4 separate regions of the Mus musculus genome follow, and regions 1, 3 and 4 are each linked to region 2. The links are chromatin contacts, called in public HiChIP or PLAC-seq maps. All regions are on one chromosome and are shown on one strand. Each heading gives the region's core, a stretch centred on a gene start, on an enhancer-like site or on the middle of the called end of the contact. The rest is flanking DNA. Distances are from core to core; before and after follow the strand shown. Region 1 overlaps Ece1 (endothelin converting enzyme 1). Region 2 overlaps Usp48 (ubiquitin specific peptidase 48). Region 3 overlaps Hspg2 (perlecan (heparan sulfate proteoglycan 2)). Region 4 has its middle 25 kb from the start of Ece1.

Region 1 (5,705 bases), core at 1,532-4,031, 250 kb before region 2:
AGAAAGAAAGAAAGAAAGAAAGAAAGAAAGAAAGAAAGAAAGAAAGAAAGAAAGAAAGAAAGAAAGAACAAAAGGAAGAAAGACAGACATTAAGTAAGTATTGGAAGCAATACCCCAGACTGAAAAGAGGAATAAACACCCAAGAGCTTAGAGAAAGAAAATGAGGTTATAACTGTAATAAATAAATAAATAAATAAATAAATAAATAAATAAAAGTTGCTTTGAACTGCTGATATAATAATAATAATAATAATAATAATAATAATAATAATAATAAAGAATCCCACAGTTGCAGCTTCTGGGAGAAGAGACTGGTGTGAAAGAAAGGGACAACATGTTGAGAACTGATGCTGTTTATTTGATCCCCATACACCTCGGAATAAGTGTTGTCAATGACCCCCAACTTCGCTGACCTGTAAGGGTAGAGACCTGCTCTGATTGCTAGGCAAGAAGGACTCAAGAGCCAAGTCTGTGTGGCTCCAAACGTCTGTGTCTCCGATCTGCCTCCATCCCCACCCATCCCAAACACGATGCAGATGCAGGGCTTCCACTTCCACTTCAGAAGGAAAGGCTGATCTCCCCCCTCCCCCGCCCCCCAGCCACACTGTCAGTCCCAGCCAATCAGAGTGGATCCTCAGTACGAGTTCCTGAGCTGCTGTTGCCTTGGTGACCAGGAATGTCTGCCTCAGGAAGCCCACCCAGGCTCCACATCCCACCAGGTCCCCAACACCCCGCCCACCACCACCATCATCACACATGACCACGCTCGGGTAGGGAAGAGCCGAGAAGGAGAGGTTTTAGAGGGGCTGATTCCTCCTAAGTGCAGGGGAGAGAGAGCTTTGTATTGGCTCAGAGTGGTCCCCAAGCACAGGAGTTTGGGGGAGTACTAGGCTCAAAGAAAGGAGAGCCAGTACCAAGCTCAGCTTCCAAATGCTTCCCCAGTCTTGGAGGAGGAAGAGCTATATGAACCATGCAGTGGGTCCTGTGATTGACTGCTGTGTGGCTCTGGACAAGTAGGTTCACCTGGGTACCGGGTCTGGCAGGAATGAATGGGAGGACCCAGGAAGAGACACATCAGAATCAAGTGCTACCTCCCAAGAAAGGCACTCCCAGGACACCTGCAGTGATGCTGGGTGCTACCGTGACCACACAGGAATGGCCCGGCCACAGAGACACAGCACAGACTGCTGGAATGTACTCCCTGGTTTAACCTGAGGATCACACAGACCGCTGTTGTTGCCTGTAAACAGCAATGGCATCTGGAACAGCAACAAAAGCTACTGCCCAAGGGGTGAATCGGTTCTGAGCCCAACAGGTTCTAAAGTAGTCATTCCAGCAAACCCTCTTAGAGGCACAGAGAAGGTAGATACCCAGCCTAAGGTCATACAGCTGGGGTGAGGAGGAGGTCCCAGGTCTCCGCAACAGTTAGGTACTATGGGGCGCTACCAAATGGAGTGTTCTGGGAAGGGTGTCTCTGCCTGGGATACTCACATAGACGACATTCCCAAACCCCCTTTTGGGTCCCCAAAATGCTCTGTAGTCACCCAGCTTGGGGTTCCCCTCCCCTCTAGGGCTTGGCTCTGCTCAGCCCAGTTCCAGAGCCAATTTGCAATTGCATAATGAACAATTAGGGACAAGCTTTCTTCTCTTCCAAAGGAGCAATCAGCCTGGTGGCAAAGGACAGAGCAGAGAGAGCCCAGGAAACTTGTCCCCTCCCTCGTCCCTGCCAAGATGGAGAGCCCCCTCTCCTGACCCAGCCTAGCTGGAAAAATCAGGGCTCACTAGAGTGTCACCCCCTCCCTTCTCATCTGCCTCCTGTCTCGGCTCTAGGAAGGCATCCTGACAAAGCTGGCCCATGACTTTCCTGTGATGCTGTGTTTCCAATGTCATCAGGCTGTCTGGTTGGTGACACCTGGCCTGTCCCCCGTAATTACTATCTAGGCACCATGCTGAGAGTTAACATTATACTTGCTAATTCTACATCTAACAGCCAATCCATCACTCCACAGCAAACACACAGCTAGCAAACAAGGCAGCTTATGCTGCAAGCAAGGGACTCTCCTCATCGACTCTCCTCATCAGGGTTCTGTCACTGAACTGGTCCTAACCTCTGCAGTTCCCTCTGGGTCAGCCCCAGAACAAGAGTCTCCTCAACTCCCAATTCCCAGTAGTCTCCTAGGCCAAAGGTGACTAGCCAGCTAGCTCCACTCAACCTAACAACTTCCACAACACTTCAGAGAGTGCTGCACACCGACTTCTAGGCCACCAGGTATCTAAAGCCTATCTCCTTCCTCTGCGTTCCCACGTGTCCACACAACAGCTTCCAGAGAGAAACAGCAGCGGCCGACCTGGGGGATACAAGAGGACCAGGACTGGGAGGACTGGGGTTGGGGTGGGGAGGTCATGATTAACTGTTCTCTGAGGTAGGAAGCACCCTCCTTTCAAAGGCTTAGGCAAGTCCCTGAAAATGTTCTCCATCATCTGATACAACTCAATCAATGACCAGATGCCTGCATGGACCAGACACCGTTTCTGGGTGCTGTCCATCACTGGCAGATCCGGAACTTCTCCAGTTCCCCTCCCTAAGATATCCTCTTGGAGGAAGCTACCATAGTCACCAGGAGCGGACAGGGAAACGTCAGAGCATTAGAAATGACAGCAGAGGCTGCATGGACCCCAGGTCATCAAGTGGACACCACTCAGACCCAATGCTTAGGGACAGGCCAGAGGCAGAAGTAAACACCCTGTGGTCTGTGACTCATGTTGCTCATGTTCAATGTACTAAGCCATTGACACTCAGAACAGGAAATTCGCCAGCAGAGGGAGTGGCAAAGCCACGGGTCCCCAGGGCCACAAGAGTGCTTCTCACTGAACCTTCTGGAATGTTCTATTTCAGAGGCTGGGTGGCTTCTCTGCCATCCTGTAGTTTCACTGTACTTTTGATGGGTCTCAACTACCTTGCTCTACACACACACACACACACACACACACACACACACACACACACACACACACATATACACACACACACACGCTTTGGAGGGAGACATATGTGGGGGTCTCTTGAAACGCACAGAGAGCAGGGGCTGGTTCCACAGGCTTGTCACCAAGCCAGCCCTAGCCTACAGTGATGCTCAGCTGGTGACATTCCAGGCCTCAGGATATCGGGCAGCCCTGGCCCCCCTGTCATGGGTCTGCACTGACTCCTCCAGCCCTGTTACAACACCTCAAACTTCTGATCCTTACCTGGGGAGGAGGGTCCATGTCACACAGTCCCTTACCATCAATAGACTTCCTCTCCACTCTGGCTTCCCTTTGCCCTCCTGTGATTCTGTGTCACATTCTGGAGTTGGAGTTAGCTTGGACCAAATCAATCAACTTCGTGATATTTCCAAGTCCTCGGCTAGAACAGGACTATTCAAGCATGGCGTGCAATTGCCCATCTCCTGCCTCAGAGACAGACTTAGATGGGACCCGAATATTCTCCAGCAAAACTGGCACCAATGTCACCTCTCTCAGCTTGAGGTGTTTCCTTGAAGGCACCAGAGGACACGTCCTGGTGGCATCCAGGTCCGTGTCCCATTCGTGCACACTGCTAGATCAAATATGACCCCCAGCTCCGTCACTGCCCTGGTGGTCTCTCTGTGGGACTGAAGGGGGACAGTAGCCAGGGGAAATGTGGGGGAGCACGGTAAGCCTCAGGGCTGGGAAGCGGAGAGCAGAAGGCTCTCACTGATTGCCCAGTGCCTGCGTCTCTAGAGGACCTGTGCTGTGGCTCCTGTGGAGGGCTGTTTTCGAATTCCTGAGCACTCTGTGGCATCTGGGGGAATCTATGGCCTTCACCTCTTTGTCCTTCCCTGACTCTGTCCCAAGCCACTAACACAGGGAGACCTGGCCTTATGTCCCTTCATCTAAATGCCACCTTTACCTAGACTATCCTGTGAGTCTCTGGGGGCAGACTTTCTCATCCCTGGCTCCAATTTCTGCCCACCTCATGATGGGTGGGATGAAATCTAAACTCCACCCACTCCTTTTTCCTCTTTTTTTGTTTTTTGAGATAGGGTCTCACACTGTTACCCAACACAGCCTCAAACTCACCACCACCCCACTTCAGACCCAGGGGTTAGAATGACAACTAAACCCCAATTTTTGAGGACTTCAAATCACCAAGCTGGCCTGACACACAGTCCACATGCCTAGGCTGCCAGAGTCAGTGACATCTTTTTCCTGGTGGGAAGAAAGAGGTGACGGGAAGCTTCAGAAAGGAGAGCTGTATTTGACAGTCACCCCTGTCAGATCACTCTGTGTAGACCAGACTGGCCTGCATCTGACAGTCACCCCGGCTGGGCCTGTCCCTAATCCTGTGACAGAGGCAGCTTGGGATGAAGGTCTGTGACAGAACCCTTACTTGCCTGCCATACACAGCCACGATACTTAAGTAAATGATCAAAACCAATTTCACTGTTTTGAGGGGAAACAGTAAACCGGGGAGAGAGTGTGTAGCAAGAATCAGAGTGGGCAGATGGAGGGATCTCTGAGGTGGGGGCTGATGGTGCTGCATAAGGTTTAGAAGGGATTAAGTTTGCCTGGAAAGTAGCGCCACTGAGGTAGGCTTGAGGATACTGTCCGAGCTGCACTTTATATATTCATCCTCTGCTGTGGTTTAAACGTGTCCCCAAAGTCTGTGTGTTAGAAACTTATGCCCCAGACTCACATTAGTGTAAGGATGTGTGTGGTCTTTGGGAGGTCACTGGGACTCCATGTGGCCATGAGTGTGGTCAGGACTTCGTGGTGGCATTAGTAGCTTTGTTAGAAGAGGAAGAGAGGACCAAGTGTGGTGGTGGCACATGCCTTGAATCCCAGCACTTGGAAGGCAGAGGCAGGCAGATCTCTGTGAGTTCAAGGTCAGTCTGGTCTAGCCAGTGAGACCTGAGATTCGGTCCTCTCACCCTCTGGGATTCAATGCCCTGGATCATAGATGAAACGGCAGGAAGGTCGTCTAAGGTACAAGCACTGTGTTCTTGACCTTTCCAGCCTCCAGGACAAATAAACCTCTACTCTTAATAAATGACCTAGTCTAGGTTATTTTGTTATAGCAACACACACACAAAAATAGACTCCCGGAAAACCAAACGCTGTGGTTTTCAACGGAATTAGGTTATCAGCACGACTCATATGATTTGGTTTCTACATTAGCGAAGTAAAATAATAAACCAGACCACACAATGTGCTGAGACACTGTCTGCAAATGGCCGGGCACATGTTAAGTGTACAGTAAATGTCAGCTCCATGGCACCTCTTCATTCATCCACCAGGGCACACCGGCGTCACTCGAGGTAAAGAAAGGCACTGGCAGCTGGCCTCTGGTTTGCCTCTGTCCTCCACTGAACTGACAAGTGTCCGGATGTTTACCCAAGATGGTCCAGGGCTCCCTGCCTGTCCAGGACAGGCTGTATAAACACATGCAGTCCCATGGCGCCTGCTCTGTCTTCCCACGAACACACTACTCACCTCCAGGCTGGCCTCATTCTTGCGGTGAGCCTCCCCCACTCAGACACTCTGCCTATGGACACCTGCTGTATCCCACTGGTACCTGCAAGATGTCCTGACCAGGTCCACGATCATCTCAGAAAAGGATGAAGTGAGAGAGCTGAGCTCTGCCGAGGAGCCAAAGGCTGGAAGGTTCTGCCTCCACGTTTATAAAG
Region 2 (5,962 bases), core at 1,875-4,374:
TAGAGTTTCCCCACAGCCAAGGCTATACATAGAGAAACCCTACAATAAAAACAAACAAACAAAAAACCAAACCAAATATATAAAAACTTTAAGGGAGTGTGCTAATTTTAACTTGGGGGTCTTATAAGCATATTAAAAAAACAACAACAAACAACACACAAAAATCCTCTCCTCTTGGCTAACTACCACAAGTAGGCAACTAGTTAAAAGCTCAGCTCCAGGAAACAGGTTAAGTCCATAAAGCAAGGATAGAAAGGGATCAATCCACACAGGCCACACAAGTGAGCAAGCATTCCCTCACCTGAATCTTCAATTCTTTTAACGTCTGGTTGGCAGACACCAACAGTGCCTTCTCTCCCCGAACCTTCCTGTGCCTCGTGCTCCTCCGGATGACCTGCTTCTGGTAGGCCACATAGCCCTGTTGGGATGTCTTCTGTCGCTTGGTACTTCCATTGCTCTGCAAGATGCCAAAGAGAAAGCTCTGGGATTACCCTGCGCGGGAGCTTCTTTGAGTAAACAGAAGCTGGATACACCACTCCTGAAACCCTGTGAATCAAGCACAGTGCATCCAAGAGTCTACAGAGGTAAGCTGGTTTATATATGATGGGTGTGTGTGTCAGTCAACCTTAACTGCATGTAAGAAACCTAAGTGTTTGGTATACGAAACTTTCAGAAGGAAGGAAGTTTCACCTTCAGCAGCAGTGGCGATGACCTCTCAGCTGCGGCTGCCCTTTCCTAATCCTAGCACTGGAGTGCTGAGGCAGGGGTTCTGAACTCAAGGCCAGGCGAGGGTTACACAGCAAGGCCCAGGACGAGTGAGACGTCTCTCATGCCCAGCCAGACAGTGAGTTTGTTCCACAGGACGCACACAGTGAGAACCAACTCCTTCAAATTGTTTTCTGACCTCTACTGCACACAACACACACACACACACACAAACACAAAATGCATTAAAGAGTTAGTTAAAAACAACAAACATAAGCCAATAGATTGAAATTTCAAGATTATAGAACTTCCTAAATAAATTCTAATTTTCTTGTGTTATACATTTTCTTCTTGGGAGTGGGGAAGAGTTCATGTGCCATAGGCTGGCCTCCAAACCCCTGTGACTCACAGGATGACTTTGCAATTCTAATCTCCAGCTCCACCTCCACAGTGCACAATTAAAGCAGTGCATGATCTGTTCAGGTTTATGGTGCTGGGGATGGAGCCCAGGGCTTCTGTACGCTGGGCAAGCACTCTATCCAATGAGCCCCTTCTCCTTTTGAGAATAATATGAAAGCTAAATACCAACTGCAAAATGAGACGTTAGACTGTACTCAAGACATCAAAGATACTTTTACTAAAAACAAGATACTGTGTTTCTTGATGTACTGGTGGTAGAGAGAGGGAAAACAGCTTTAGCTGTAAAGTATTCTTGTAAAAACTGTTTAAAAAAACCATAAATGAATGCTCAGGCCCAGCTTACAATTTAGAGAAAAGTTAATACACGGTACAGGCAATGCCGGTAAAAAACAAGGTGAGGTGCTCTCCAAGACCCTGGTCTAGATGGAAGCCACCAGTCACGCAGACCATGCCAGTGGCATCAGTTTGGGTTTGAGAGGAAGTTGGTGGACACAAAGTCATGCCTGCTAGCTTCTCTTAAACACACTGTAAGCACTGCAGGACTGTGTTTATCCTTCGATACACAGGATCAAGCATTCAGAACTTCACCATCACTGAACTGACCTAAGCATTCAGCAAAAAAGCAGGAACTATATATGGGCACAAGATACAGGCTGTACTAGTCTTTAGAAAAGAGAATAGCAGGGGCCAAATGTTCCAGAACATCTTTTGGTGTGTTTTGAAAGCATCTCACTCATTATGTAGGTCTGCTACATAATGTGGGCCTGCTCTGTACTGCAGGCAGATCAGCCTTCCATGCTGGCAGTAGTGTTTGTGGCTCTTTACTTACAAAGCCCTCCCTGGGGGGTTAACAAGCCAAGATTCTCTTGTTAACCAAGCCAGGGAATTAAAGTGGGATTTTTATTCCCACTTTCCCATTCATATTACTAATGTGTTTTGTAATTCATAAAGCAGCTACCAGGGCAGAGACTTTTCTCAGGTCTCTGGCCACTGGCAAGGCTCTGCCCAATCTAGCCACAACTTCCATTTCTAAGAAAAAGTCAACTTAGCAGTCACAAAAACAACATCCAACTGAAAAAGAGGACATTATCTACAGACAGAAGGTATCCACTGTACAATCCTAACCTCACCCCATGCCCCAGCCAAAAGGTCTCAGGCATCAACTAAAATCTTTTCAAATTGATTTTAAGAGGATCTAAAAGCTTTTCCTGGAATTATTGTCCTTTAACCCATGTCAACCTGCTAAAACCAGTAGAGCAGTGGTTGTTTTTCCCCAGTCACTGGATTTAAAAGGCTTCCAGTTACCTAAGTGATACCTACTGAGTGTATCATTAACCTGAATTTTAGATAACACAGAAGGAACTTGGTTGATCTGGCTTAGAGAGGAGGGCAGGGAATTTGCTCAGCTCCATTAAGGAGCACTAATGCTTGCTTTATGGCGTGGGATTTACTTCAGTGAAACCAGTGACCCATGTTCTGAGAAAAAAGAGGGAGGGGGGTGCGGGAGGTGACATTCTGAAGACACTAGGTATCCCCAGGGACTAACTAGTTACTATGCTCTAAACAGAGGGTTAGAGCTGAGATCCCCGCCCTGCCTTGAACCAAAAGTATTTAAAACATTCTAGGATATTACAATATCCAAACATGGACAAGGGAATCGGAGGAAAATTATAACATGTACAAAATAATTATGGCGTAAAGAGCAATCCTCTAACATTCTGTATTGTATTTGTTCATGTGAACTCTGCTGCAATCCACAACTAAAGGCAGGAATCCCACATCCACCTGAGAACATTGCTGTGGTTGTGACCACAGTGAATAAAACCGGATGCTCAGAGAAAGAGTCAGACTTTAAAGTCTGAGTCACAGGAAAATGCAGCGTTTGCTCAACAAACAAGGCTTGGACTGAAAAACAAAGCTGGAAACAGAGAGACACACTTCTTCGAAATCCTAGAGGGCCCTCTTAGCAGCCAGGCAGGGGTGTCCACACCAGCAATCCCAGCATTCTAGATGCCAAACTAGATTATGGGATCGAGGCCAACCTGGGTTACGTGGCACAGCAAGCCTGTGTCTCAGAAAGGAAAAAGAGCTAACAGAGAAAACTTGACTCCACAATGTCAGGAGATTGACAACAGACACAAACAGATCTGAGTAGGGCAATAGAGCGCCTCAGTCAGAAAACCCTGCATGACCACAGAACGCTCTGAGGCCATGGGCCATCAAGCTTGACAAGGGATAAATACCAAATTTGCCTGTCCACTGTCCAAGAGATGGACATAAAACAGTGGTTTTGCTCATTCATGGGTTTTTGTTGTTGTTTTTTAAAGTTATTTTTATAGGATTCGAACAAAGCATAGATAACAATGACATCCTTCCATACCAGCAAGTACACACAACATTTATTTACCTTGGGCTGATTAAGACCTAAGACTTTATGTACGCAGTGTTCTGCCCGCATATGTCCCTATATGCCAGAGGAGGGCATCAGATCCCATTACAAATGGTTGTGAGCCAACACGTGGTTGCTGGGAATTGAACTCCAGACCACTGGAAGTACTCTCAACCACTGAGCTATCTCTCCAGCACCAAACTTAAGACTTTCTTCATCAACATTAAATAAAGCAGCAAATCACACCGTGACAGTGCACGCCTTTAATCCCAGTACTCTGGAATAAGAAAGAGGCAGATCAATCTCTGAGTTCAAGGCCAGCCTGGACTAGAGTGATTTCCAAGGTCAGATATACATAGAGAAACCCTCATGAAAAAACCTACCAACCAACCAGAAAAACAAAGAAAATGAAAAAAAATGAACAACAGCAGCAACAACAATAACAACAAAAAACCCAAACCAACCCAAACAAGCAAAAAACAAACAACCAAAACAAAACAAAACAAAACAAAACAAAAAACAGTGGTATACCAACAGCAGACCAGCATGTTCAAAGACTGTGCTCTGGATTGGATGAGGCAAAGGGCCACTGAGGCAGAAGCTACGCATAATTTGACTACCAGGTCTCAGGGTAAAGATGTCCCAGCTATTAAGAGTAAAACAGGCAGCCCAGAGAAGGTGCTGAGTTCCAAACTCAGGCCTCTTGGAGAGGCCATGCTCTCAACCACTGAACATCTTCCCCAGTCCCCGACACAGTCAATCTTAGTAGAAATTGATTATGGTGGAGACTGAAGGGCTAATATCATCTTCCTCCATTTATCACAAATCCTAGTTGGCAGGCTGTGTGGTGATGGTGCACACCTTTAATAACAGTACTTGGGGAGAACAAAGGCAAGTAGATCTCTGTTGTTCAGAGCAAGTTCCAGAACAGCTAGGACAATGGGAAAACAATGTCTTGGGGAAAAAATAAAAAGACTGCCAGTTTGTTACCAAGACAGAATCAAAGCGAATATTTTCATTCCAGCTTAAAATGATATATTTTGCCTTTAAAATCTCATTGCATCATCATCATTATTATTTGACGTTTCCAGGGGTTACTGAGATGAAGCAGTGCTGCTTGTGGAGGTCCATTTTCAGTTCCAAGGAACACAGACATCCACGGCCTCTGGCTTCTGAGGGCAGCTAAACTCATGTGTAATATACCCATACCCAAGCACATAGAGTTAAAAATATCATCTTAATTACATTGTGTGCACAGGCATGTCTGTAGATCTTAGATAACTTGGAGTAGTTGTCGTGTCGTATCATCCCCCCCCCCCCCACACACACACACAGTGAGTTTCCCAGGAAATGAACTCAGGTTGTCAGGTCTGGCTGGTGCCTTTATCAGATCCCACAAAGCTCGCTCAAGTTACAGCTGCCTGAGGTGGGAGCTGGGAACCAAACCCAGGACTTCTGTAAGAGTAGGGCCTGCAAACTCTTAATCCTCCTGCCTCAGTTCAGGAAAGCAAGACTGTGCTTGTGTCACCACACCTATGGCCATAGCCGCTCTTGCTTTGTCTCTAGACAGTCTCACTTTGGGCCAAGATGGCTTCAAGGCACGGGTAGGTGCTCCTGCCTCAGCCTCCCCACTGGTCTTAGACGTGAGCACTTTTCATTTGTTTCTCTGTAGACCAGGCTGGCCTCAGACCCAGACCCCCACTTAGCAATGCCTGTAAGTGCTTTGGCACGATGCTGTGCCACCACAGCCATCACACAGTTACTTTTTCTTCCTTAAATGAACTTCGGAGGATATGCAGACCTTTTTTTTTTAGGGGTGAAGGGAAAAATTAGCTACAGCGTGCTATAAAAACTAAGAGTTAAAAGTGTAGAACAAGTAGGGAGGGACCCAGAAAATACCCAGCCAGGGAAGACGGACAGCAGGGGGCTGTTGCGGACAAAGACACAATGATGGAGTACTTCAATACAAACGTACTTGATTAAAGTCAGGATCCTTCTCCCCATCTGGCTTAGCCTCCTCCTTGTCTTCTTCCGTCTCAGAACTACTCACATTCAACTCGGGGGCCGAGTCCTTCATCACCTCAACACACCAGAAGCAGAAAGAGGAGTCAGGCCTAGGGCCTATGAGGTGTGGGTGGGTCAGGAACAAGAACTACTTTCATTGCCCTTTAGTTTCTTATCGTCTAACCCTGTGGATTATTTGTTTATTCATTCACTTTTATTAAGGGGGGGTGGTGGTCATCTGACTATTGTTGTTCTTGCTGTCCTGGAACTCACTATGTAGACCAGGGCCACCATTTTAATCCTATAGCTTCATGGGTATGTATGTGCTCAGGAGCTCAGGTGCTAGAAACATCAAATTCCTATCCTCTGACAGGAACGGGGACATGGAAAGAGGATGTGGTCTTCTGCATGATTCTGTGGACAATGCTACTAAACTCAAGTTTA
Region 3 (5,895 bases), core at 474-2,973, 130 kb after region 2:
CTTGTCCAGGTTAGGATGGCCCAAGGTAGAGACACCGAAGTGGGCCAGAGTCTGAGGAACTGGAGGGGAGAAGTGACCTGAGTGGGTCTGGAGGACAGGCTCACCTGTGCCCAGGCGTCGGAACTTGAACCCCCAGGGGGAGGTGACATAGGGGCCGATGGAGCCACTGGAGACCACTGTATGCAGCACCTCTTGAATCTGAGATCCGTCCGCATTCCCTTCGGAGCCAACATCCAGCTCAACAAAGACCCAGCCATCCAGTTCCCTGGGAAGGAAAAGGCCTGGAATCTGCACGCCTCTGTCAAGTTCCTGCGCGACACCCAGACCCCTCTACCTGGGCAGCCTGGGCCTAAGGTAGGGCCACTTCTGGTAATGGATCCCCCACCTATGCTTTCTGAATCCCCATCAAAAATAATCCACTCCTCAGGACCCTCCCTGACCTGTTCTTGCCACCCCTTCTGGTTGCCCCCGCCCTTCCCATCCCCAGGAATCCATCTCACTTGATGAACACCACACTGACAATCTGGTCTCCGGGGATCTTCCTGTATTCGGGCTCCAGCTGTGGGGGACACACCACCATCAGATGCCTCCTACTTATTCCGGCATTGCTCTGCCACCCCCGGGGAGCTCCCAATGCCAGGTACACGCTCTCACCTACCTTTTCTACCACAGCCTCCGACACCTCTCGGAACTCCTTGGCACTTGCATCCTCCAGCTGGGGGCTGTACTCAATGGACCGAGTAAAATTTACCAGAGCCCGGAAATAGACTATGGAAGAGAAAGAAGGTGGGGGGGGGGAAGTCGTGGTGAAGGGCTACGGTAGCCTGGCAGGTGGGAGCCCTGCAGGCAGGCTGTAAATAAGAGGTTGGACCCCCACACCAGCTGACACCTGTGTGTCCTCAGAAAGGCCCAGCACAGCTTGTCACAACACAGCCCACAGCAAGCCTGGAAGGTCAGTCCAGGGCTCAGAGGAGGCTAGGCAGGAAGGGACCGGCTGCAGGGCACTGGCGAGCCCACCACTGGTGAGGACCGCTTTATTGTGATGTGTTTTTCCAGTCAGTTCTTCTTCATGCTCTGGACTCAGCTCAGCAGCCAGCAGCCATACTCTCTAAGATGACCGCCTTGGCTGCCCTAGCTGCTGTGTGGCCACCTAGCTGCTGTGTGGGCTCTCACAGAACCTTTAGTTCCCAAACTGGGAACCTCCCCCCCCCCTCTTTGCATCAATTCTGCTGTGTACATCTGGGCCACCCGGTACCATAGTGGCAAAGATCTAGAGTCAGCTACTCCACACACTGACCTGCCTCAATGAAAGTCTCATTCCAAAAAAAAAAAAAAAAAAAAAAAAAAAAGCCAGGCAGTGGTGGCGCACGCCTTTGATCCCAGCACTTGGGAGGCAGAGGCAGGTGGATTTCTGAGTTCCAGGCCAGCCTGGTCTACAGAGTGAGTTCCAGGACAGCCAGAGCTACAAAGAGAAACCCTGTCTCGAAAAAAAAAAAAGAAAAAAAAAAGAAAAAGAAAAAGAAAAAAAAAGTCTCATTCCTTCTTCAGGAAATGTGGGGGTGAGGGAGTCGAAGCCTTCCCACCCCATGGCTGCCACACGGAGTAAAGGACACTCGGCTTCCCGCACTGCTCCTGTGTGCAGAGCCAGCACTTGGGACTGAGAAGTGTGGTCACCTGTCACCCTGCCCCACCAAAGTAGGAGGCTCCAGGAGGAAAGGGAGAACCCACTCATGCATGGCCCAAGGGCTTATCTGTGAGTCATGGCCAAATAAACTCAAGTCACTCTGCTGTGAATATAACATATGACTGCCGTTTCCTTCAGCGCCGGATGTATACAACACAGATTATAGACACAGATTATCAGTTTGGCTGGAGTTTGGGTCTCAAGTCTTCCAAAGGTCCACGAGTTGAAAGCTCGGTCCCCAGCTTGTAGCGCTATTGGAAGGTAGGAAACCTCTTAGCAAGTGCTCTTATTCAACTAAGCCAATCTCTCCAGCCTCTGGCTGTTTTGTTGTTGGGCAGTGGAGCCTACTGGATGGGAGTTAGGTCACTAGCCTTACAAGGGATATTGAGACTCAGCTCTTGTGTCTCCTCTCTCCGCTTCTCAGACACTAGTAGGTGAATCAGACTCCTCTGCCAAACACTCCCATTACAGTATACTGTGCCGGCACAGGCCCAAAGCAGCAGAGACAACGGCCCTGTTCTGAAACTCCTGAAACTGTGAACCAAAGGAAATCTTTCTCCCGTCTACGCTGACTACATCACAGTAACGGACGGCTGGGCAGCACAATGATCTTGCGTTGGAATTGTGGATTGAACTCTCTAGTGTCAGATGAGCCGGACATTTGCATGTGTAAGTACATGCACACCCACATGTGCACATATAACACATACGCAACTAGCAGATGCCAGAAAAATAATAACCAAATCCATCTGTACAATATGCCTACATTACATAAAGAATGGTGTGTACACACATAAACACACAAACACATTCCCAACTATTTCTTCGTGTGTGTGTGTGTGTGTGTGTGTGTGTGTGTGTGATGTATGTGCACACATGCAAGGAGACACACGTGCCCATGAGCACATAGAGGCCAGAATAAGACACGGAGGGAGTGTCTTGCTCTATCAGTCCGCCTTCTTTCCCTGAGCTGGGGGCTCTCACTGAACCTGAAGCTGGGTTGGCCTCCAGTAATTCTAGAGATCCTGGGTCTACACCTGTCACCATGTCACAGCTGGGGCAAAAGGGCCTGGGAGCCATGACAGCCTTTTAAACATGAATGTTGGGGATTTAAACTCAGGGTCTCTTGCTTAGGCAGTAAGCATTGTTTTGTTTTGGAGACAGGGGTTTCATTGGGCAGTAGTGGAGCCACTTTAATCCCAGCACTTGGGAAGCAGAGGCAGACGGATTTCTGAGTTCGAGGCCAGCCTGGTCTACAGAGTGAGTTCCAGGACAACCAGGGCTACACAGAGAAACCCTGTCTCAAAACAAACAAACAAACACAGTTGGAGACAGGGTTTCATATGTAGCCCTGGCTATCCTGGAACTTACTATGTAGACTAACCTGGCCTCGAACTCAGTGATCCAGCTGCCTTTGTTTCCTGCATGCTGGGATTAAAGGCCTGAGCCACCATGCCTAGTCCAGCAAGTACTTTTATTCAATAGAGTCATTTTTTCCAGCCGGTTTGTCACTGTCTGAGACAGGGTCTCAGATTCTGGGCTAGTCTTGATATGTAGCCAAGGTTAACAATGAATTTTTTTTTTCCGGCAAGGGGAGGACGGCTAGGGTATCATGTAGCCCAGAATAAGATCAAATTCAATACATATCCAAGGATGATTCAATATGTATCTAAGGGCCAGGCAGTGGTGGCCTTTAATCCCAGCACTTGGGAGGCAGAGGCAGGTGGATTTCTGAGTTTGAGACCAGCCTGGTCTACAGAGTGAGTTCCAGGACAGCCAGGGATACACAGAGAAACCCTGTCTTGGAAAAAAAAAAGAAAGAAAGAAAGGAAAATATGTATCTAAGGATGTGCAAACTTCTGATGCCCCTGCCCCGACCTCCAGAATGCTGGGGTCAAAGGCACGTGCCACCACACTCAGCCTCCCAATCATTTCTGAAGTCCCTAGCATGTACAGAATGTTTTTGTGTACTTGTGAGTTTCAGCACAGGTTATAAATACCAGGTTACAGGGGCTGGAGAGATGGCTCAGCAAGTCAGAGCACTGACTGCTCTTCCAAAGGTCCTGAGTACAAATCCCAACAACCACATGGTGGCTCACAACCATCCATAATGAGGTCTGACGCCCTCTTCTGGTGTGTCTGAAGACAGCTACAGTATACTTACATATAACAATAAATAAATCTTTAAATTAAAAAAAAACCAGGTAATCTGAAGTGTTTGCACAGTGCTCAGAACACTCCCCGGCTTGTCACCGTGTGGAGGTAAGGCAGCTCACTAGTTAATGACCCTACTGCTGGAGCAGAATGGCCCACGATGGCCTGTGACATTTCTGAGCTCTAAGGTTGCATCTGTAACCGGAGGCCAACAGTGACCATCCCAGGGGCTGCTGTGAGGATCCACATGGTTCCTGGAGCACAACAAGGGAGCACGGTTGACAATAGCTATTAACTCAGACCTTCTGGACAAGCCCTAGACCAGGAAAGGATTCAGGTAAGAAGCAACGTGAATGCCCTACTGTGTGCCGGGTGATGTTCTAGGGCAGGGGTGCAGCCTACTGTGTGCCAGGTGGTGTTCTACGGCAGGGGTACAGCAATAGACTCATCAAATGCAAGTTTCCATCCCCAGAGAGAGCATCTTCTAGTTGGGGGGGGGGGAGAATAAATCAAATGGGTAAGAAAGTGTGGACTATAGGGATTGGGGGCTAGGGAGAGAGCCTGCTAGAGTGGGAGTGTACAGTTTTCCATGGGGATCCAAGAAGGGAGTCTCTTTGAAGGAAAGGGGTGAGCCACGGGCACTGTCTGTGAGAAGACATCACGCACATGGGAACGGACAAGTGCCAAGGCCCTGAGACTGAAGTGCACATGTGACATCCGGTCAGGATGTATGTGACATCCTGGGTTGAGAGGTGTACTTTACTCTCTCTGTTTTGGGCCTAGAGGTGCACAGCTCCCAAACCAGGGTGTACTCCCTCTATGGAAGAGGGTTCCTGGGGCCCTGGGCCAGGTGCAGGAGTGGACCCTATACTGTCAGGGCATGCTTGTGTCTGCTCTGAACCGCAGCCAATGGTGGGGCCGGCTCGTGGGTGCTGAGTAGGTGGAGCTTGTGGGTGGAGTGTGGGGCTCTGAGCTCCACCACAGAGGCTTCTTGTCTGCAAGTACAGAGGCCCATTGAGAGCCCCCACCCCGGCCCCTGGCCTCAGCCCACGTCCAAGTTCGGGTGAGGAGGCCAGGCCTCTGCCCAGGAATGTGCCCACTCCTGAGGAGAGTGTCAGAGTGTCACAAAGCCCCTTTCTACCAGGGCCTGGGAAGGGCTGGAGTCCTCCAGCCTGACCCCTCTCCTTGTCCCAAGGCAGAGGCAAGGCAGGGCAAGCACCCCACGTAGGTAGGCAGCGTGTGCCGAGGCCCCACCCAGACTGAGATGGCTGGACCTGTAAGGCTGCCTGGGGGAGGGGATAGGGGGGGTGCTCTGGGCATCTGTCCTGACCAGGCTTCCCCCACCTGACCTCCTGACCCTAGCTAAAGCATTCACTGAGATCAGAGGCTGGAGAGGAGGAAGATTATGCTGCCCTGAGTCCTGGTGAGTGAGAGGCATGCACCCCTAACCTCTAGAGGCTACCCCAGCTCCAAGTATCCATTCCTGCTTAGCAGAGTCCTCATCGTGACTGGGCTGAGTCTCCAGGTTGGGAGCCCTTAGCTGGACAGCACACCAGCCTGTACAGAGGCTCAGACAAGCTGCTCCCAACTCCAGAGAGCCTGGCTGCATCCCGGGCACCACCAGTAGAGGAGGAACAGCAGGGCGCCAGCACTATGTTCCAATCTGGAGCCATGCTGGGCGAGGCCCAGGGACCGGCCTCCACTTGGCTGTTCAGAGAGGGCCGCCTCTGACCTCCTGTGTGGCTCTTGGCCAAGGTGGGCTGGACAGAGGACCACAGGGAGAAAGACTGAATGTCAAGGATGAGTGGGGAGGGAGGTCTGCAGAGCGATGACAGGAAGAGCAGAGCCGGCAAAGGAGACAGACAACCAGAGACACTGGGGAAGGGACACACAGAAACCAGAGTAGGCAGACAGCAGAGAAATGTCTAGGCGGTGGCAAAGATGGGGAGGACAGAGAAAGCAGGAGAGGGAAGAGACAGTGGCACAGATGGAGCTGAGGAGTCAAGGAGAAAGTGGATAGAAGTTACCACGGGGGTAGAGAAATACGCAGTCACCAG
Region 4 (6,303 bases), core at 3,251-5,750, 190 kb before region 2:
GGTGGCTGACAAGTCCCAGCCATCCTGCTTTTTGCACCCCCAAAGCATTGGCATAAATGTGGCTATACCTGGTTCTTATGTGGGTACCAGGGACCTCAGGATGTCCTGATGCTTAGGCAGAAAATCTTATACACCATCATTTCCCAGCTAACACCATCTTCCTTTAGAGATAGGGTCTCTCACTGGCGTGGAAGTCACCAAGTAGGCTAGGCAGTTTGGCCAGTGAGCCCCAGGGATGCTGGTGTCTGCCTCCACAGCTCCGGGATAATAAATATGTGCCTGCATGTCCGGATTTGTACATGCGGGTGAGTCAGATCCTTGTGCTTTGGGACAAACACTTTACAGACAGAACCATCTCCTCGGCCCCTGGATGCTATTGGCTTTTATTTCATGCGCATGCATATTTTGCCCGCGTGTATGTACTAGAGGCTAGAGCAGGGCATTGATTATCTGCAACTGGAGTTACAGACAGTTGTGACCCACCATGTGGGTGCTAAGAATCATTTCTGGGTCCTCTGGAAGAGCAGTCAGTGCTCTTAACCACCAGGCCATGTCTTCAGCTATCCAACTTCTTCTTGAAGTGACTCACTATGCAGTCAGATGGAAAGGCTGGGTTCACTCCCTTTATCCTTCTGCCACAGTAGCTAGCCCCGCCCCCACCCCTGAGGTCCTAAATGCTTCCGAACAAGCACAGATGTGTGCCCACCCAGGGGCGAGTTTGGGGAATTTGTTAGATGCCATCTGGATGAGTGAAGGGGTTGCAAGATGAATTGTGTTGGAAGAAGAACCGAAGCTTCTTGAGATGGTTGGCCTGGCCTCGGGATCATCAGGTGGCGCCTCCCTGGCAAGGGAGTCCTGGAGGTGAGCCATGACAGTTAGGAGCTAACTGGGTGAAGGGAGGGGAAGAGGGTGGTCCTGGCATCCAGTAGAAGTAGAAGTTGTGGGGCAGTAGGGAGGTTGTGGATCTGGCCATGGTGCTGGAGTGCCTAAGAGGCAAGAGAAGCGTCAGGGGCCAGAGTATGTGGCCTTGCAGGCTGCACTGAGGATTTAGACCTTGATCCAGAAGAAAAATAGCTGCCATGTGTCACAGTCACATGCATCCATCGGATGCTGTGTGGTGAGCATACTGAATGAGGACAGTTGGAGACAGTGGCAGTGTTGGGGATCAGCTGCCATGCAGACCTGAGCGTCCCTACCCTCAGCTGGTTCTAATAAAGAATTGCCATTCAGACAACAGCTGGGCAAAGAGACAGAGTGGGAATCTTAGATTGTGCGGGCAAGGGACCAAGAGAGAGGGGAAGAAGAGAGAATTGCTGTGGGATCAGATTTAAGAGCTGCAGGAGAGAAACCATCCAGCAATGTAGGTGGAAAGGGAATGCAGCCCTATGGAGTTGCTGCCCAGAAGGTAACAGGGAAGAAAAGGTAAAATATAGATTTAGAAGGTGTCAAGCCAACGGGGAGATTTAGAAGTGCTCAACCATTGAGCTAGTCAAGGTATATCAAAATTAACTGGTGTGTGTGTGTGTGTGTGTGCTTCATTCATAAATCCAGAGAGCTCTTGGGTGAGTGCAGTGTGCGAGTGACTCACCAGGAGCCAACAGTTTAATTAATTTACTGCAACATGCCAGGTTGCCCAGGGCTGCTATTGAGGCTGTACAGGGGAGGCTTGGGTGAGACAGGTGGGCATGGGCAGACCATGGTATGGATGGGTGGATGGATAAGGGCAAGGGAGAGGGAGGTTTTCCTGATGAGCTCTGGGTTTGTGGATGGAGCAGTGTGTTAGAGTATCAGACTGGGGAGATCTGAGCTGACAGGCTGAGAGTGAGATGTGTTTAAGTCTTGGGCACGCCGGACTGGCCAGCAGTAACGACGCTGCAACAGGATCCTTCTGCACACGTTTATTGGGAGAGCTTGATTGCAGAGGCGAAGAGACCCCGAGCCCAGAACTGGTGCTGCTTATATAGGCCTAGGAGAGGCGTGTCTCACACCCGGATTGGTTATGCACTACGCCTCATTTGCATGTTCCTCATCTGATTGGCTACTCTCTCTGTACCTCACAGAGCCTCATTATCATACCTCATTTGCATGTCTCACATCTGATTGGTTATACTCTCAAAGCCTCGTTATCATGCCCGGGCCAGGCAGTGTCTTTGCAAAAAACTTTACTGCATATGTACACATTGGTTGTTTGTCCAAACTTATGTGTGGTGGCCAGCAGTAGTCAGTGCCACTCTGCAACGGCACATGTGGCTTCCCACATTTAAGGAGAGAAGTGCAAGCAGCTGGATGTCCCTCTTAGGATCAGAGGAAAGGCTAAGTCAGAGTAAGGCCTCCACATCTCTGCAGGATAGACAGGTAGGCTGCGCCACCTTGAGGACCTTGCTGTAAACCAGTAACACACCCCCTGCAACGGAGGTACCCCACAGAGGTGGCGTGCATGGGAGGGCTGCTAGTCCTTCTGTGGACACCCTAGGAGAGAACAGGATGGAGGGGAGGGTCTGAGACGGGGCTGGGGAGTGTCAGCGATCTGCAGAGGAGACTGAGAAGTAGAAACGGGAGGAAACAAAACCAGGAGGAGCTCTGACCACAGAGGACAGAACTCTCATCCCCGGGTGCTGAGGGCTGCCAAGCAAGAGGTCAAGTGTACTGAGTCAGCAGGACATGGGCTGCTGGCTTAGGGAACATCCGGTCAGCGTGACTTGGCAAGCATGGGACAAAATCCAGAATAGCCCGTGCTGAAGGAGAAGAAAACAAACGGGCAGTCCTCCCCAAAGCTTGCTTGTTTGTTTGTTTGTTTGTTTATTTATTATTGGCATCAGGTGCCAAACTCAGGGTCAGTACTCTACTATGGACCCATATTCCCAGGATCCCTCCCCACCTCCACCCCCACCCCCACCCCAGTATAAGACAGAGTCTCATGTAGTCCAGGTTGACACTGAATTCCATGTGTAGCTGAGGGTGATCTTGAACTTCTGATCCTCCTGCCTCTGTTTCTGGAGTGCTGAGATTACAGTGTGTAGTTATAGGTAGGTAATAGACAGACAGACAGAGACAGACAAATGATAGAGAGATGATAGGTAGGTAGATGATAGATAGATAGATAGATAGATAGATAGATAGATAGATAGATAGATGACAGGTAGGTAGATGACAGGTAGATGATAGATGGATAGATGATAGATTATAGATAGATGCTAGATAAGTAGATAAATGATAGGTAAATGATAGATAAGTAGATAAATAATAGGTAGATGATAGATAGATGGTAGATTAGATAGATAGATAGATGATAGATAGATAGATAGATAGATAGATAGATAGATAGATAGATAGATAGATAGATAGATGGATAAACAGACAGACAGATAGATAGACAGATAGAAAGATAGACAGATAGACAGATAGATAGGTGATAGATAAGCCCACCATGGTGAGCTTATAGTTCCGGGATGTGTGCACACGAGACAAGTGTCTACCAACAAGAGCTACAGCATGAGTTACATTCCCTGCCCCCTTTCCCTTAAGGACTTTCTTCCTAAGGAAATAGGCAGGCAGCTCCAGTTTGGGTCAGGTCAAGGGAGGCTCTTCTCTTTTGCTTTCCCCTCCCACCCCCCCCCACCCCCTGAGATGAGCTACTTGCGAGGGCTTGGGTTGGGTGTGGGGTAGACTGTGTGTGTAGGAGAGGGTATGGGGGAATGGCTGGGTAGAAGGATGGGCTGCGGAGGCTGATGCTCGATTTGCTGTGTAGTTAAAGATGACCTTGAACTTTTGATCCTTCTGCCTCCACCTTCCAAGTGCTGTGATGGCTTGCCACCTCTAACTTCCAAGTGCTGGGATTGTAGGTGGGTTGCCACCACAGCTGTCTCAGGAAGGGACGTTACGGCAGGATGCTAATGCTAATGCAGAGAGCCTTCTGTGCTGTGTGGACAGTCTGAAGGTGTCGCATTGAGAGTAGAGAAGAACAGGCATGCCATGCTTGGGAGTAGAGTTCTGGGAGAGTGGAAAGTTTCTAAGGAGCTGCAGGCGGTTCTGAACTCCAAGCAAAGCTGGGTTATCTATCAGTCATCTGTCTGTCTATCTATCTATCTATCTATCTATCTATCTATCTATCTATCTATCTATCTATGTCCTTCTGGCTCAAGCCATCCTCCAGCTTCAAATTCCTGAGTAATTATGTCTACAGGCACTGGCTTTGGTCCTAAATGCTCTGGTTTTTATTTTATTTTATTTTATTTTATTTTATTTTATTTTATTTTATTTTGTCTAGCTCTATCCCTTGATGAAATGACTTTATCTTAAGATCTTAGTTTCCAACCTATAAAAAAGGGGACAAACACAACCCCACTCATTACAGTTTCTGGTTCCTGGATCTGGTCTGGTCTGGCTGTCAACGCCTCCCTCCTCCCACCCCGTCCCCATGTTGAATGTTGGGAAGGGTGACCTGGAAAGCTGTCTGTGTTTATAACAAACTGACCAGCAGGGGCAGCAGATACCTACACAGGAACACCGGAGCAGCCTTGCGCTGTGGTACCCAGAGAGCAATGCAGGGGACAAGACTGAAGCTGCCACTAGGCTGATCTGTGTGGCTCATGAGCCAGAAGGGAAATAAGTACCACACTTGAGTTCAGGGGCTCTGTAGCGGAAGTGGACGAAGAAACAGCTCGATTTAAGAATGTAACCGCTAGGGAGGAGAAAGGAGCGGACAGAGTCTAGGCTGATCTGTGTGGGAGGGGCTAGGGAATGAAACAGGCTGGCAGGGCTACCTGAACTGGGGGGTTAGAGTTGACATCAGGGAGTCACAGGGGCACAGAGGAGGGGGCGGGGCAGAAGAGGAAATGGGGTGTGGAAAGGAGAACTGGGAGCTTCCAAGAGACCCAGAGCCGCACCTGTAGCATAGGGCCTGTGGAGGGCCGGGGAGACCCTGGGGTGGGGACAAGGGCCCATCACACTTGGCCCCCTTGGTGTCTCTTCTTCCCGTCTCGCTGAGCTTGCAGACCCACAGCAGTGGCAGCATACGAGGTGGCCCTGAAGCATTTGAGGCCCACAATTGCCAGGGCTGGAAGAGCTCCCCACATTCTTGTACCCAACGCCACGTTTTGCGGAGGAGGAAACCAAGACCCAGCTCCCTTGTAGCTCGGCGAGACTGGATTGAAGCTGCAGCTGGTCTCTGCCCTGACGGGCATCATCAGGTATAGTTAGCGGTGGCCGGCGCTCCCACAGCCTGGAACATCCAGGCTCGGGACACCTTCAGGGGGAGAGTTTTCAGGACAGAAACTGTTGCCACGCCCCCTTGGGAGCTTATAAAATCCCACGTCTCAATTCTAAAGCAAGGGGTTCAGAATAAAGAGGATATAGTTAATGTCTTTAATACGACAGGGTAATTTCGAAACTGAAAACAAACTTGAGGGAAGGCAATTAAAAGCTCTTCTCCCTTGGAACACAAATATGAGAAACAGCGGCAAAGATGGCACTTAGCTCAATCCTATGTTTATTTTATTTTAAAGCGCCACCAACTGGGGCTTATCCTGGATAAAGAAGGAAAATTAACCTTCAGAAAATGCAGCCACTAAGTTCTCATGTTAATCAACAGGCTACAGGAGAAAAACCATGAGACAGTCTCCGCGCAGGCGCATGCTCAGAAGAAAGCTGTTCGGAAAGTCACACCCATTTGCAGTTTCCAAAATCTTTAGTAAACCAGGAGGGAGTAGGGGGTGGGAAAATTACCAAAACTTATAACGGGGTTGGACACGTGGCTCAGTGGTTAGAGCACTGGCTTCTCTTGCAGAGGACCTGGGTTCAAGTCCCAGCACCCACATGGCGGCTCAGACCCATCTGTAACTCGGGTTCCAGTGAATCCCATGTTCTCTTCCAGGCAGGCACATGGAGCAGACATACACTCGGTCAAAACATTCATATACATAAGATAAAATAAATCTAAAGATGTTTTTACATTATTAAGGTCACTGAGGTGGTTAAGCCGGGGTGCTCATTGCCAAACCTGGCAGTCCGATATCAGTTCCTCAGACCAATATGATGGAAGAAACTGACTCCCCCAAGTTTCCATCTGACTTCCTTGTGGACATTGTGGTGTACACACACACACACACACACACACACACACACGTAAGGGTTTTTTTTTTTTGAAGGTTTGTTTGTTTGTTTGTTTTTTAAAGTATGATTAAAGCCAGGCTGTCACGGTGCATGCCTTCAATCAGAGCACTCTGGAGCCAAAAGCCGGTGGATCTTTGTGAGATCAAGGCCAACCTGGTTTACAGAACTACTTCCAGGATAGTCAGGGCTGCA

What was found. HiChIP or PLAC-seq counts read pairs in DNA pulled down with a chosen protein or histone mark.
Region 1: a contact with region 2 is called in an HNF4G HiChIP or PLAC-seq map of pancreatic cancer cells. The contact joins two enhancer-like sites. A contact is called at or near these places in 3 of 115 datasets of contacts at active chromatin or transcription factors (the 230-238 cell line, embryonic stem cells and pancreatic cancer cells) and 3 of 9 other capture datasets (adipose tissue, liver and pancreatic islet).
Region 3: a contact with region 2 is called in a FOXA1 HiChIP or PLAC-seq map of pancreatic cancer cells. The contact joins two enhancer-like sites. A contact is called at or near these places in 1 of 484 Hi-C or Micro-C datasets (nephron progenitors), 1 of 115 datasets of contacts at active chromatin or transcription factors (pancreatic cancer cells) and 3 of 9 other capture datasets (adipose tissue, liver and pancreatic islet).
Region 4: a contact with region 2 is called in an H3K4me3 HiChIP or PLAC-seq map of the 230-238 cell line, with 2.7 times the contacts expected there. The contact joins two enhancer-like sites. A contact is called at or near these places in 3 of 115 datasets of contacts at active chromatin or transcription factors (the 230-238 cell line, embryonic stem cells and pancreatic cancer cells) and 3 of 9 other capture datasets (adipose tissue, liver and pancreatic islet).

What each region holds. Positions count from the first base shown.
Region 1 is chr4:137,887,892-137,893,596 of GRCm38.p6, reverse strand. The region is part of intron 1 of Ece1 (endothelin converting enzyme 1); the gene reads right to left. Among named protein-coding and RNA genes, the nearest start is that of Gm13012, 6.8 kb to the right of the region's middle. Within about 2 kb of position 2,781, at least 83 of the 459 cell types and tissues checked have an H3K27ac peak or open chromatin away from gene starts, as enhancers often do. A contact at or near this core is called in adipose tissue, pancreatic cancer cells and pancreatic islet, where this site is marked.
Region 2 is chr4:137,638,838-137,644,799 of GRCm38.p6, reverse strand. It overlaps Usp48 (ubiquitin specific peptidase 48), which reads right to left. Exons shown (of 27, transcript NM_001355588.1): 22 at 5,490-5,594; 23 at 302-457. Among named protein-coding and RNA genes, the nearest start is that of Usp48, 48 kb to the right of the region's middle. Within about 2 kb of position 3,124, at least 106 of the 459 cell types and tissues checked have an H3K27ac peak or open chromatin away from gene starts, as enhancers often do. A contact at or near this core is called in the 230-238 cell line, adipose tissue, pancreatic cancer cells and 1 more, where this site is marked.
Region 3 is chr4:137,502,674-137,508,568 of GRCm38.p6, reverse strand. It overlaps Hspg2 (perlecan (heparan sulfate proteoglycan 2)), which reads right to left. Exons shown (of 97, transcript NM_008305.3): 4 at 659-768; 5 at 501-559; 6 at 105-265. Among named protein-coding and RNA genes, the nearest start is that of Mir7018, 33 kb to the left of the region's middle. Within about 2 kb of position 1,723, at least 16 of the 459 cell types and tissues checked have an H3K27ac peak or open chromatin away from gene starts, as enhancers often do. A contact at or near this core is called in pancreatic cancer cells, where this site is marked.
Region 4 is chr4:137,834,333-137,840,635 of GRCm38.p6, reverse strand. No RefSeq gene overlaps it. Among named protein-coding and RNA genes, the nearest start is that of Ece1, 25 kb to the left of the region's middle. Within about 2 kb of position 4,500, at least 60 of the 459 cell types and tissues checked have an H3K27ac peak or open chromatin away from gene starts, as enhancers often do. A contact at or near this core is called in the 230-238 cell line and adipose tissue, where this site is marked.